Linked DNA regions of Sus scrofa: region 2 is linked to region 1. Evidence: chromatin contacts called from public Hi-C data. All regions are on one chromosome and are shown on one strand. The core of a region is the stretch at or near the end of the contact, and the rest is flanking DNA. Distances in the headings are between cores, read along the strand shown. Region 1 overlaps SGCD (sarcoglycan delta). Region 2 holds the start of SGCD (sarcoglycan delta).

Region 1 (5,684 bases), core at 1,889-4,388:
TACTATAATTTCTACTAAAATTTCTCCACTTTTTATCAAGTTGATCTGTGGGTCTAATGTAATCACAATCAAAATAACAGAGGTTTTTTTTCCTTGGAATGTGTTTGGAGAAACTGACACATTTTTGAAATTTATATGAAAATGTAAAGAAGCATGGCTAGCCAAAACAATATTTAAAAAGAAAAAATTTGAAGAGCTCATACTAGTTTAGTATAAGCTACAGAATCAAGACAGTATGATGTTAGCGAAAGAACTGACAAATTGAATGACGGCAAAGAATAGAAAATGCAAAACGACTTAAGCGTATATAGTCGCGCATACACAGTCAAAGCTATTTGGGGAAAATAAATTTTTTTTCCATAAAATGTGCTGGAAAATTTTTTTTTTTCGAAAAAGGAATTTTAGCCCCTACTTTTTACTATATGCAAAATTAATTCAAAATGGATCATAGATTAAAAACTAAAAGCTAAAACTCTTATACTTCTATAAGAAAACAGATGTAAGATTATCTTCACAAGTTTGGGATAGGTAAAGATTTTTCAGGACCTAAAAAGCACTAAACATATATGAATAAATTATTAATTGGACTTTATCAAAATAAAAACTTCTACCTATCAAGACACCATTAAAAATGAAAGAGCAAGCAGGAGGCTTTGATAAAATATTTTCAATACATTTATTTTAGACAGGATTTATGTCACAATACATAAAGAACTGCTACAATCAGCAATAAAAGATAACAATAAGAAATGGAAAGAGACAAATGTCACACAAAAGAAAAGTTTATGAGTGGCCAGTAAACACATAAAAATATCCTCAACATCATTAGTCACTAGGGATATCCAAATTAAAACACCAATAAGACAATATTAAAAAATTAGTATTCCACACATGCTAATTGGTTAAAATTAAAAGATTTACTGTACCGCATGTTAAGGATATGGAGTAACTGGAACTCTCATATGGTGCTGAGGGTCTAAACTTTACAATTGCTTAACAGAATTGTTTTGTATTTTCCTACAAAGTTAAACATTTATCTTCTCTATAACCTAGCCTTTCTGCTTCTACGTACCTAAGAGAAATGAAAATATATGTCTACAGGGGACTTTTTTTTTTTTTTTTTGTCTTTTGTCTTTTTGTTGTTGTTGTTGCTATTTCTTGGGCTGCTCCCACGGCATATGGAGGTTCCCAGGCTAGGGGTTGAATCGGAGCTGTAGCCACCGGCCTACGCCAGAGCCACAGCAACGTGGGATCCGAGCCGCGTCTGCAACCTACACCACAGCTCATGGCAACGCCGGATCGTTAACCCACTGAGCAAGGGCAGGGACCGAACCCCCAACCTCATGGTTCCTAGTCGGATTCGTTAACCACTGCGCCACGACAGGAACTCCTACAGGGGACTTTTAAAAGAATATTTAGAATGCTTTAAGCAGCTTTTTCATAATAATTCAAAAGTGGAAACAAATATTCATCAACATAAAAATGGATAAATTGTGGTGTATCTATACAGCAGTAAAAAAAAGTAATGTGCTCCTGATACACAGAACAACGCAGACGACTCAAACTGTGTTATGTGGAATGAAAGAAACCAGTTATAAGACCACATATCCCGTATGATTCCATTTATAAGCAGTTCAAGAACAGACAAAAGTAATGTTTGTGGTGGAAGTAAGCACACCGTTTGTCTGTAGGATGTATGAATTGCCTGAAAGGGAACTGGGGGCTTTGGGAGTGACAGTGTTCATTGACATGGCAGCTTCATGAGTGAGTATGTCTGTCAAAATCACAAAGTTATAATCTCTGCACTGTATGGTTTATAAGTGTTTTTGTAATAGAAAAAAAAATAAAATGGCTGGTAGGAGTCTAATAAAGTCATCCTACATCATATACTTCATTTATCCAGTACCTAAATTGGATAATTCCAACTAGGAAGTCTCAGCTATAACCTCCTTGGAGGTCTGAGTGACTGTTTTAGCTCTTTCTTCCCCTTTTTTATCACCTTTGCAGCACTTAGCACCTTTACTTCGAGATATATATATTGTATATATAATATATATATATTAGGTTTTTACAACTCTTTTCTGTCCAAGTAGATGGTAAATTCCTTGGGAGCATCATCTGTGTTAGTGATTCTCAAACTTTAACATGGACAGGAATTACTCTGATAGCTTATTAAAATGCAGAATTTGAGTGCACCTTGCAGATATTCCTTGGATATGGATTTGAGCTGAGGAATCTGTGTTTTTAAGTAGCATTCTAGGTGACCGTCTTCTGGCCACCTTTTTAGAAACACTAATCAGTGTCATATCTGAATGGATTTCTGTCATATCCACAAGGCTTGGGGCACTTTATGACAAGAAATAAGCTGTTTGTTAAATAAACTGAGTTTGAATACCTTTGACACCAGTTTTCAACTCTGGCTAGATTCTTTTTTTCCTGTATGAGAAACTTCAGACATTCTAGGAATGATCCTAAATTAAAAGATCATTTTTCCCAGCTCTTCTATCTTCCAGATATGGACACTGAGACTCAGAGAGCAATGGGGACTCTCCCAAGTTCATTTAGCAACAGCTGCATGGAGCCTGAACTCTCACTCATGTTTCCTCACACCTAACCTGACTCACTTCTCCCTATCATATCATGGATTAGTCAAGATCAGAAAGTGCTTTGGTTCTCAAATGGGGGTGATTTTATCCCCGAACGGACATTTGGCAATGTCCCAGGATATTTTTGGTGTCATCACAGTTAGGGGAGGGATGGGGGCGACTTGCATGGCTGCTGTTTAGTGGGGTGCTGCCAGACACCCTACAGAGCACAGGACACAGCAGAGCCCCCACCACCAAGAATGAGCAAGACCTCAGATGTCCACAGTGCGAGGTGGACAAACTGTGGGCTAGTCACTGTGGAATTCACTGGTACCAAGTAACTCTCCTTGGAAATGATTCAGCCTTGTGCAACATCATGTGTCGGGATCTCCTTCCCATGGTCTGGAGGCTGCCTTGAGCACCTTTGCACTCATCCTGGCTCTAAACTCCAAGCCTGGCTGCAGACTCTCACTTCCTGTATGCAGTGCGGGTGGACTCCTTAGTGCTGCCATGGAGGCGTGTGTCATTTCTTTGACGCAGCATCTGCCAGCAGTCGGTCAGGGAGTCCTGAACACGGGCCACCCAGCCCTGCCGACAGCTCTCTGATGAGGCGGGAGCTGTTCCAGCTGGTCAGGGAAAGAAGAGCCAGCTGGGTTTGAAAGGAAACAGATTTAATTTGGGTCCTGACTGAAGCAGAAACCAGTTTAGAAATGTGCCCTTTCTAATTGGCGGTTTTTAAAAGGATAATTGGGATAACAGGTAGAAAGTGGACCTCATAACTCTGGATATAAGGAAGGAGGGAGGCTGAGCGTGTGCCCAGAGTCCATTTAGCCTAGTTTTGCTGTGCCATTAGGGGAGCATTAACTTGACATGGTCTCAAGGGTTCAGTACTTCCCAACCACGTGACCTCGGGAATTTACCAAACCGCTTCAAGCCTTAGTTTCCCTGACTATAAAATACTGATGATAATAATGCTGATACTATAAAATTGATGTTAAAGATAAAATAAGCTAATGCCTCTAGAGAAAGATGGTAGTATAGTGACTGGCATCCAGTAGGTGCTAAATAAATGATAATTCTTAGCTCTTATTTTCCCTCGCTGTTAACTCGCAGAATATGACTGGCTTCACCCACCTCTGACAATAGAGCAAGCCCCCGCTTCCATTTTACACCAGTAATAGGTTGGGCATGGGTTCCCCTTGCCTCGATTACTGCAAGCCAGTCTCTTTTCACAGTATCTTAACCATCCACAAAGGGATCTTTCCCTTGTTGCCACAAATCAGCCTTTCAGTGGCAGCCACATTTCCCCTGACTCTATTCCTTCTTGCCTGAGTTCACTTCCCCTGCCCACGACTCCTCTTGGAGGTGCCCCTCCTGTGTCATGGCATGTCTTAGCATGCCAGTGCTTAGGATGGTGGTTCAGCCTGTGGGTTGTCCTAAGGCTGGGGGTATCTGAGGAGGTCAGAGCTCATCTGGGACCCATGCAGAAGAGTAAGAAAAAAAAAATCTCTTTGTCACTCTGTGCCGCCTTTTTTTCCCTTGTGGGTCACGGAACACATGTCTTATTTAGAAAACTGTTCTGACTAGTTCTATCTGCCTATTCCTCTAGCCCATCTCTCCAAAAGGACTTTACCCAAAAGATAGGAAGAGACAAGATATTCTGTGACTCCCATTTTCTTCCAGTCCCTCCCTTGAGTCAACAAGTCCTGTTGTAGTAAAGCAAACACTCCTCAAAACACCAGCGCTGCAAACAGCTCCTGGAGGGCTCTGCAGTATATATTTCTTTGGCAATCTCAGGAACCCAACTCAATATGCTTCGGTAATGAAGAGGCCCATTCAAACCCTAGAGGGTTAGGTTGGGGGCCCAGAAAAAGGAGTTGTGGAGTACTTGGTTGGGAAAGTGGTCAGACATGAGAAAGGCAGAAAAAAAGAAGAAAGGAGAGATGTGCAAATGGGGCAGCACCTTTCTTGGGACAGGAGACTGTGGGACTTGAAGGTGAAGATTCCAAGGGCTGAAAAGTGAGAAATCAGAGGGGCAATCCATCTGCTTGTTGTGACTCGCCCTGCTTGAGGGCGAAAGTCAGCTGTGTGTGCTTCCTCATCACTAAGGCCAGAGCAGGCTTGGCTAGCCCAGGTCTCCACGTGATTTATCAGCAAACCAAGCCAAGAACTGGATCACTTCCAGATGGTCCCCTGCCTGGCTGGTTCTTAAACGTGGGGTCTAGGAGGACAGCAGAGGATTTGCAGAGACCTGAAGCCCTCTCTGTCTGTTGTCACCTTCCAGTTGCATTTTGGGGATTTGCATTTTAACCCAGTAAAAAATGGTTTTGAGTTCATCTTGGAAAAATTCATAAAATCCATATGTTAGTAACAAGAAAAACATTCTAGATGTGAACTGGGTATGCACTGGCAGAAGCAGCCACAGTGGAAGCACAAGGAAGATGATAGAAGAGCTGAGAAAGAGAGTGGGCTAAAAAAGATAAAAAATTCAGTGATCCTCATTTGTCACCCCTAACATCCAGAGAAACTAAATTCTGGTATAATCATTATATACAAACATGGCCTTAAGGAGACTTGAAGTTTAAAACTTTAAAGAGCAGCAGTTGGGGTTAATTTTGAGATCAAGGCATAGACAAACCATATCTGAAACTGGAGAAAAGAAAAATGCCTTCCAGAAAATAGGGCGTAGTGTAATGCTTCTGTGGCTAAATGTTGCACACGAGGGAATTGGGAGGCAGTGAATAGTAAATCCCCAACTTCTTCAGCAGGATTGTTGTAGAGGAAAATTGTCACCCGAGGGAGGAACACATCCTGGCAGCTTGATGTCACAATGACGCTGGCCATCCGAATCAAGTACTGTCTGATAGGTAAATGAAATCCTTTTGTTTTAAACATGCACATCCAGGCCAGCTGGTATCTCCAATCCAAGGAACAAGTCTCCTCCAAAGTACATCTTAGTACTGTGATCTCAACAGGCATTTCTTTTTCGGAGAAGGATATTTTATGAGCCTACAAGAAGGTTTATTGGAATTTCCAATATCCTTGAACTGCAAGCAACAGTGATTTTAGACATTGACTGTTAATTCAGTGAACTTAAGA
Region 2 (5,684 bases), core at 1,399-3,898, 160 kb before region 1:
GCCTTTGTATAAAGTCTGACCTTGGTCTTTCCAGTTGTTCTATGGGATTTTTGTTGTTGTTGTTCGTTTGTTTTGTTTTGGTTTTTTTTTTTTTTTTTTTTTTTGCTGCTGTTGTTGTTGTTTACTAAAACATTTGCAAACCAATCCAAATTAAGAACTACCCTTCCTCTTTTATTTTCCCCAAGGAAGCCGGGCACCCAGACATGGTTAGTATGTAGTGAGTGGTTCAATAACCAGTTCCTAGGATTGCTTCTACAGTGAAGGCTCTGGAACCCCAGATAGAAAGCTGATTCTTTAGAATTTGTAGAAGCTGTTTTCTCAGGAAACTTTCTTCCTCAATATTAGGGATTTTGTTTTGTAGTTGTTAATTTAGGACATTGCAGTTGCCAAACATGAGGATTGCAATCGCTAATGGTCTTCTATTTTTAGCAGGGTAATCTTGAGCTCTTAAGGCTTGGAAAGAAGGTCCAGTTCTCTGCAAATGACACTTTGTTCAGCCTTGTGTAACTGACTGCAGATTTGGTCTCACTGGTTACCTTGCCTGTGAGTTAATCTTGAGGCAAGACTTCAGTGTTGTGTGTAGAGAGTAACTGAAACGTAGCTGTTTGGTTCTGATAAAGCATTAGGAACTTGGCTATGTCTAAGGTAATAGGCCCTTTCTATGTAAAAGTAAGGTGGCAGAAAACTTAATCAGTTCATTAGTTTATTCTAGGAACTCAAAGTAGATGTGAGAGTACAATTTTGCTTTTAGGCAAGAGAAAGGGTCTGGGTTTTGCTCAATGTAAAAAAGAAAGAGAACTAAACTGAAATGTATAGGCCGTGTCATAAACACATGGCATGGATTTTCTCATCAAAGCCTAACAATTCTGTGGGGTAGATTCTATTCTTACCCCCATGTTACAGATGAGGAAACTGAGGTACAGGGAGGCTCAGCAAACTAACCAGGAGTCACAGCCGTAGTGAGAAACAGCTAAGATTAGATCTGGGCCACCGATGCCAAGCCTGCTCTTATGAAGGTTAATGATACTGCCTTTCCCAATGATGCTGGGATGGAGAAAGCATATGGAAAATTAGCGCACATGTTGCTTTCTAGCACCCGTTCTGACTTTAAGGGTCTTTGCACCTCTGGACAAGTCATTTCGTCTCTGTGGACTTCCATTTCCCTGTGTAAAATGAAGGGTTGAAACAATTTGGATTAGCAGGTCTCTGGGGTTCCCTCCTACTCTGAAGTTCTTTGATTCCTTAATTGCATCCTGACCTTAGAGGTGCTCATGCTTCCTTCCCCACACACAGATGCACACACTGACTGCTTCCCAAGGCAAAAGTCGAATCCTGCTGAACGTAGCCAGTGCAGTTGGATGCTAAACTTCAGATCCCAAATCTATTATTTACAACAGCCCCTGAGGAACACACAATACTTTTACAATCTGGCCATCCAGTTCTTTAAAATCAGTTGCTAGTGGGATATGGTTTGGGAATGTAAAATATTAATACCCCCACAAAGAAAAGAAAAATCTCAAAACAAAGGAGGCACTCTCTTTAAATCATCTTTTTTTTTTTTTTTATAGTATTGCCTTGACAACTTAGCTTTGGCTCATTAGATACGGGGTTTTCAGTGTGGGGGAAGAGGAGTGCCCTCTTCATCTATTTAGACATTTCCTCCTTTTTTATGGAAAGAGGAAATCTCAAAGGTAGACCGTAAAATCCAGAAGAATGTACATGGGATGGGACATCTCGGAGTGTCATCCAGAAATAATCACAGGTGCAGAGGATCAGGACACCTTCAGATTAAAGGTGCATTCTTTTCTCCTTTGCATTTCCTGTAACCGTAACACACAGTGCAACAACCTGCAAAATGTTACATCTTTTTTTTTTTTTTTTTTTTTTTTTTTGGACCAGCACAGTTACAGAGCAGGGAGCACCAGAAGTGTCTGAAAAAAATAATTGCATTATTTTCAGTGGCAGCAGCAAAAGGTGCACATATCAGGTGAAGGCAACCATTCTGAAGTGCCTGAACCAGTCTGGAAATGCTAAAAATATTGTTCCTCCTTGAGCAATTGAAACTGGGAGCAAAGACAGAGGCAACAGCCAGCAGGGAGATCAATTTAGAACTCCCATCTCTCAGCTGTAACAGGCTCCTTATCAGGATTGGCAAGGGCTGGTGGGTGGGGGGGAGGTAGCCAACAGGGGTCATCTGGGGACAGAGCCAGTTAAAAAGGGGCAGAGTTAAGGAGAAGACAGAAGAGATGCCACTCCAGCGGCTAGCACCACAGAGCAGAGGCCGTGGGGACAATGAGTGAGAAATCAGAATCGGTTCTAGCAGCCCTGGTCTTTGTGGTTGTGAGTGTGGGCCCAGCAGACGCCAGGGGCGCCGATGCAGGGGAGCAGGGCCGTGCTTGACACATGTGTTTCCCATTGAGAGCTGGAGTGAGCCCAGTAGCTGGGAGTTGGCCTGACAAAGCCGTATTGAAGTACAGACAGAGTACGGTTTCAAAGCAGTCAGAAAAAGACCGGGAATGCTGTTCAGGAAATTCTTCAGGCATGGGCAGGGACTTGGCTGCAATTCTGCAGCTGGAAAATCTGACTGGGGCAGCTTCTAAACACAGGCTGGGCCTGCTCACCCTCCGCAGGCCCAGTGGCCGCCTCCTTCCAGCCTCTCCACACACGCCTCCTGGACTGTGCGGGGTTCTCACCAGCCGCTTTGTGCGAAGAAGACAAGAGAGGTAGGGGACAGTTAACGTTCCTGCATTTCCATGCTTTCTTGTCCTCTCTAAGCCTGCTGTTTGTTCTCAAGTACTCTGAGTTTTGGGTGTGTGTGTGTGGGTGTGTGTGTGTGTGTACAAGTTAGAACTCCATCACTCACATACTTGGTGTGGGTTGTAATCTTTTCTTTCCACAGCCCGCCTCAAGATGTGATTTTCAGCAGAGCAGAAATACTTGGGAAAGTTAGATGGGACCGGCAACACGACTGTGAAAAGGCAAAGTCTGTGAACTCTTGTGTTGTCATCCTGCTCCAACCTTCTGTAACTTTTCTACGTGCAAGGACAGTTCATTGGCAGGGAGGATAATTTTAGATGAAACTGTGCTCTTTGCTTCAGGAGAATTTGGAGAGAGGCATTTTTAGCAGAAAATGGCTCTTATTTGAGAGAATCGGAGTTTGAAGTTTCTATTTTGGATTACGCTTTCAGAGTGTAGGAACAGATCTGTATGTACGAGTTCCTGGCACCTTTTATTATTATGTGGGATTTTGACTGTCATTAAGAAGCTCAGTGATGTATTTGCCTAGAAATATGCTGGCTCAACATTTGTAATTCTGTTTCTATAATAATTTTCAATTTTTCTAAATTGAAGTAACTGTCAGTTCTCTTCAAAAAAATACTTCTGTATTTTATGAAATATAGACAACTGAAGAGTCACAGAAAACAGTCATTTACTCAGAAATCATTGTTAAAAGATAGAGATATAGTAGTGTGAATCTTATTTCATTGATTGGTTTGATTTCATACCTTACTGAAAGAGTGCTTTAAAAAAATCGAATTTTCAATAATTCTCTTTTCTATATATCAGCTATAAAGCCATACAGATTCTACCACCCCCCACAAAAGCTATACCTTATTCTATGCCTAGCTTCTACAAAATGCACGATATAATGTAATTGCACTTAAGAAACTGGTTCAGCTCTGAAAGAGCTAGATTAAATCTCACTACAACTTTGTGATTACTGGCAAAGCAATCAGTAACAGCAATGGAGTTTTCCAAAGGGGGCTTGGCCAAGCATCTTGTTGGGGAAACGGATGAATGAATGGATTTTTGGCTACTCCTTGAACAGAAGAAGGGTGGCTTGACTTCTGCAGGTGGACCTCTAGCAAAACAGGTGTGTGTTGACTTCAGGTCTCAAATCTCTCAATAAGTAGCTGATAGCAGAGAGTTAGATTATGAGTGAATAATGAGTAGGGGAGCCTGACTTTTTCCTGTCTTTTTGTAAGACCTAGGATAAGTGCCCAGACATTGTTTGTGGGTGAAAAGTCAGCCCTCTCAGCCAGCAATTTTATTTTCTCAAGAGTTTTGCTCTTAGCAGAGGGAATTGGGGACTGACTGGCAGCAGGAATTCTTATTCTGAGAGATGGCACACCAGTACTTTCTTCATAAACATCATCTTTGGGTTCTGTTGGGATGGAGAGGGCTTGGGAACTGATGGACCTGGGGCAAGGTAGGACCTGTAGACAGTGACTACACTTGTGTTGCCTACAGAGGGAGCAGGATGCCAGGACAGATTTGGCACCACTGTGAACCATAGCCAAGTGCACTGCTAGTGAAAAAGGAGACTCTGTAAGCTCCAATGTCATACTTTTCTAAATTTAGTCCGTGTCAAGCTTGAGCAGAGTAAGCGTGAAATAGCAACTTGAGGTTGCAGGAGTATGAACAGAGCTGCTTGCTACCCGGAAGAAACTCCATAGTTTCCCTCTTTTAGAAGTATAGGAGGGAAAAATCAAGTTCCCTTGGCATTTGAAAAGAAAAGATTAAAAAGTGGCGTGTGGAAGGGGATGGAAGAAGAAATCCAGGGCAGAGATGCAGGCTAGAAGGAGAGAGGCGTGGCCACAGAACGGAAGAGATCTGTGCACAGGAATGAAACACATGTACTAGAGCTAGAACTAGAACAGCAAAGCCCAGCAGTGACGTGTTCAGCCTGAATGGTGTGGTTAAACTGTGGCCTCGATGAGAAGTATTTTACCCTCTTCACAAAAGAAGACCCCATGGTCATTCTTCCCCACTGTGCCTCCTGGAAGTAATCAGAAGGCACGTTTAGTAAGAACAGCATTGCCTAAGGGCTCCGATTTCGTAAGTGAGGGGGGAGCAGGCTCTTAAGGCCTTATTTTTAACCCATATTTGTTCCGTCCAGAGATGTTCCTGCTGAGAGTGTTGAGTGAAGGGACCAGGTGGTGAGGGGTGAGGGGTCCCAGGGAGCCTAGCTTATTCAGGCCCTGCCTGTGGAACATTTCATCATCAAGACACACTTTTGCAAAGGAATGTAGAATGATACATATCCTTTTTTTAAGGCATGAATTTATTTGATTTTACTTCCTCTTTTATATTTTAAAAACACCTCTGAGGGCACGTACCATGTTGTTGGTGAATGTGTGATATTAAATACTAATATTAAAGTTTCATAAGGTGAGGATTGAATTATGGATTTGACCATCTGGCAGTGTTTAGGGCTCTCCTGTAGTCCTGAATGTCTTGACTTTGAGTGATTTAAAGACCCCCTTTTAACAAAGTGGGGGAAAAAGTTTCATCCCCCCATTGCTGATTTAACTACTTTTATTATTATTGTTATTTAAATATGTATAACCTCCAAATCCTTGCCTAGCTATTACCTCTCTATTTTAATCATTCTTAAGCATCTGTAACGCTAAAATCAATTTATGAATTAAATATAGAGAAAGGCTCTAATAATATTGAGATTATAATCATTAGTTTCTTAAGTAGAGGATGCTTTCCTGAAATTTAATAAGGCTAACACAGTGAACAGGGAGCTGACAGCTATCTAGAGCTTTTTGGGTTTTTTTGCTTTCCATGGGCTGCATGTGCAGCCTATGAAGTTTCCCAGGCTAGGGGTCAAATCAGAGCTACTGCTGCCAGCCTACATCACAGCCACAGCAATGCCATAGCCGAGCCACATCTAT

Evidence for each region. Hi-C and Micro-C count contacts between places; a contact is called where the count stands out from the background.
Region 2: a contact with region 1 is called in a Hi-C map of embryonic fibroblasts, with 2.2 times the contacts expected there. The contact joins the promoter of SGCD here to the enhancer-like site in region 1. A contact is called at or near these places in 3 of 47 Hi-C or Micro-C datasets (embryonic fibroblasts, fetal heart ventricle and heart right ventricle) and 1 of 2 datasets of contacts at active chromatin or transcription factors (skeletal muscle).

What each region holds. Positions count from the first base shown.
Region 1 is chr16:66,730,230-66,735,913 of Sscrofa11.1, reverse strand. The region is part of intron 2 of SGCD (sarcoglycan delta); the gene reads left to right. Among named protein-coding and RNA genes, the nearest start is that of SGCD, 160 kb to the left of the region's middle. Within about 2 kb of position 3,138, at least 9 of the 83 cell types and tissues checked have an H3K27ac peak or open chromatin away from gene starts, as enhancers often do. A contact at or near this core is called in embryonic fibroblasts and skeletal muscle, where this site is marked.
Region 2 is chr16:66,887,184-66,892,867 of Sscrofa11.1, reverse strand. SGCD (sarcoglycan delta) reads left to right here and starts at 2,648. Exons shown (of 8, transcript NM_001144123.1): 1 at 2,648-2,723.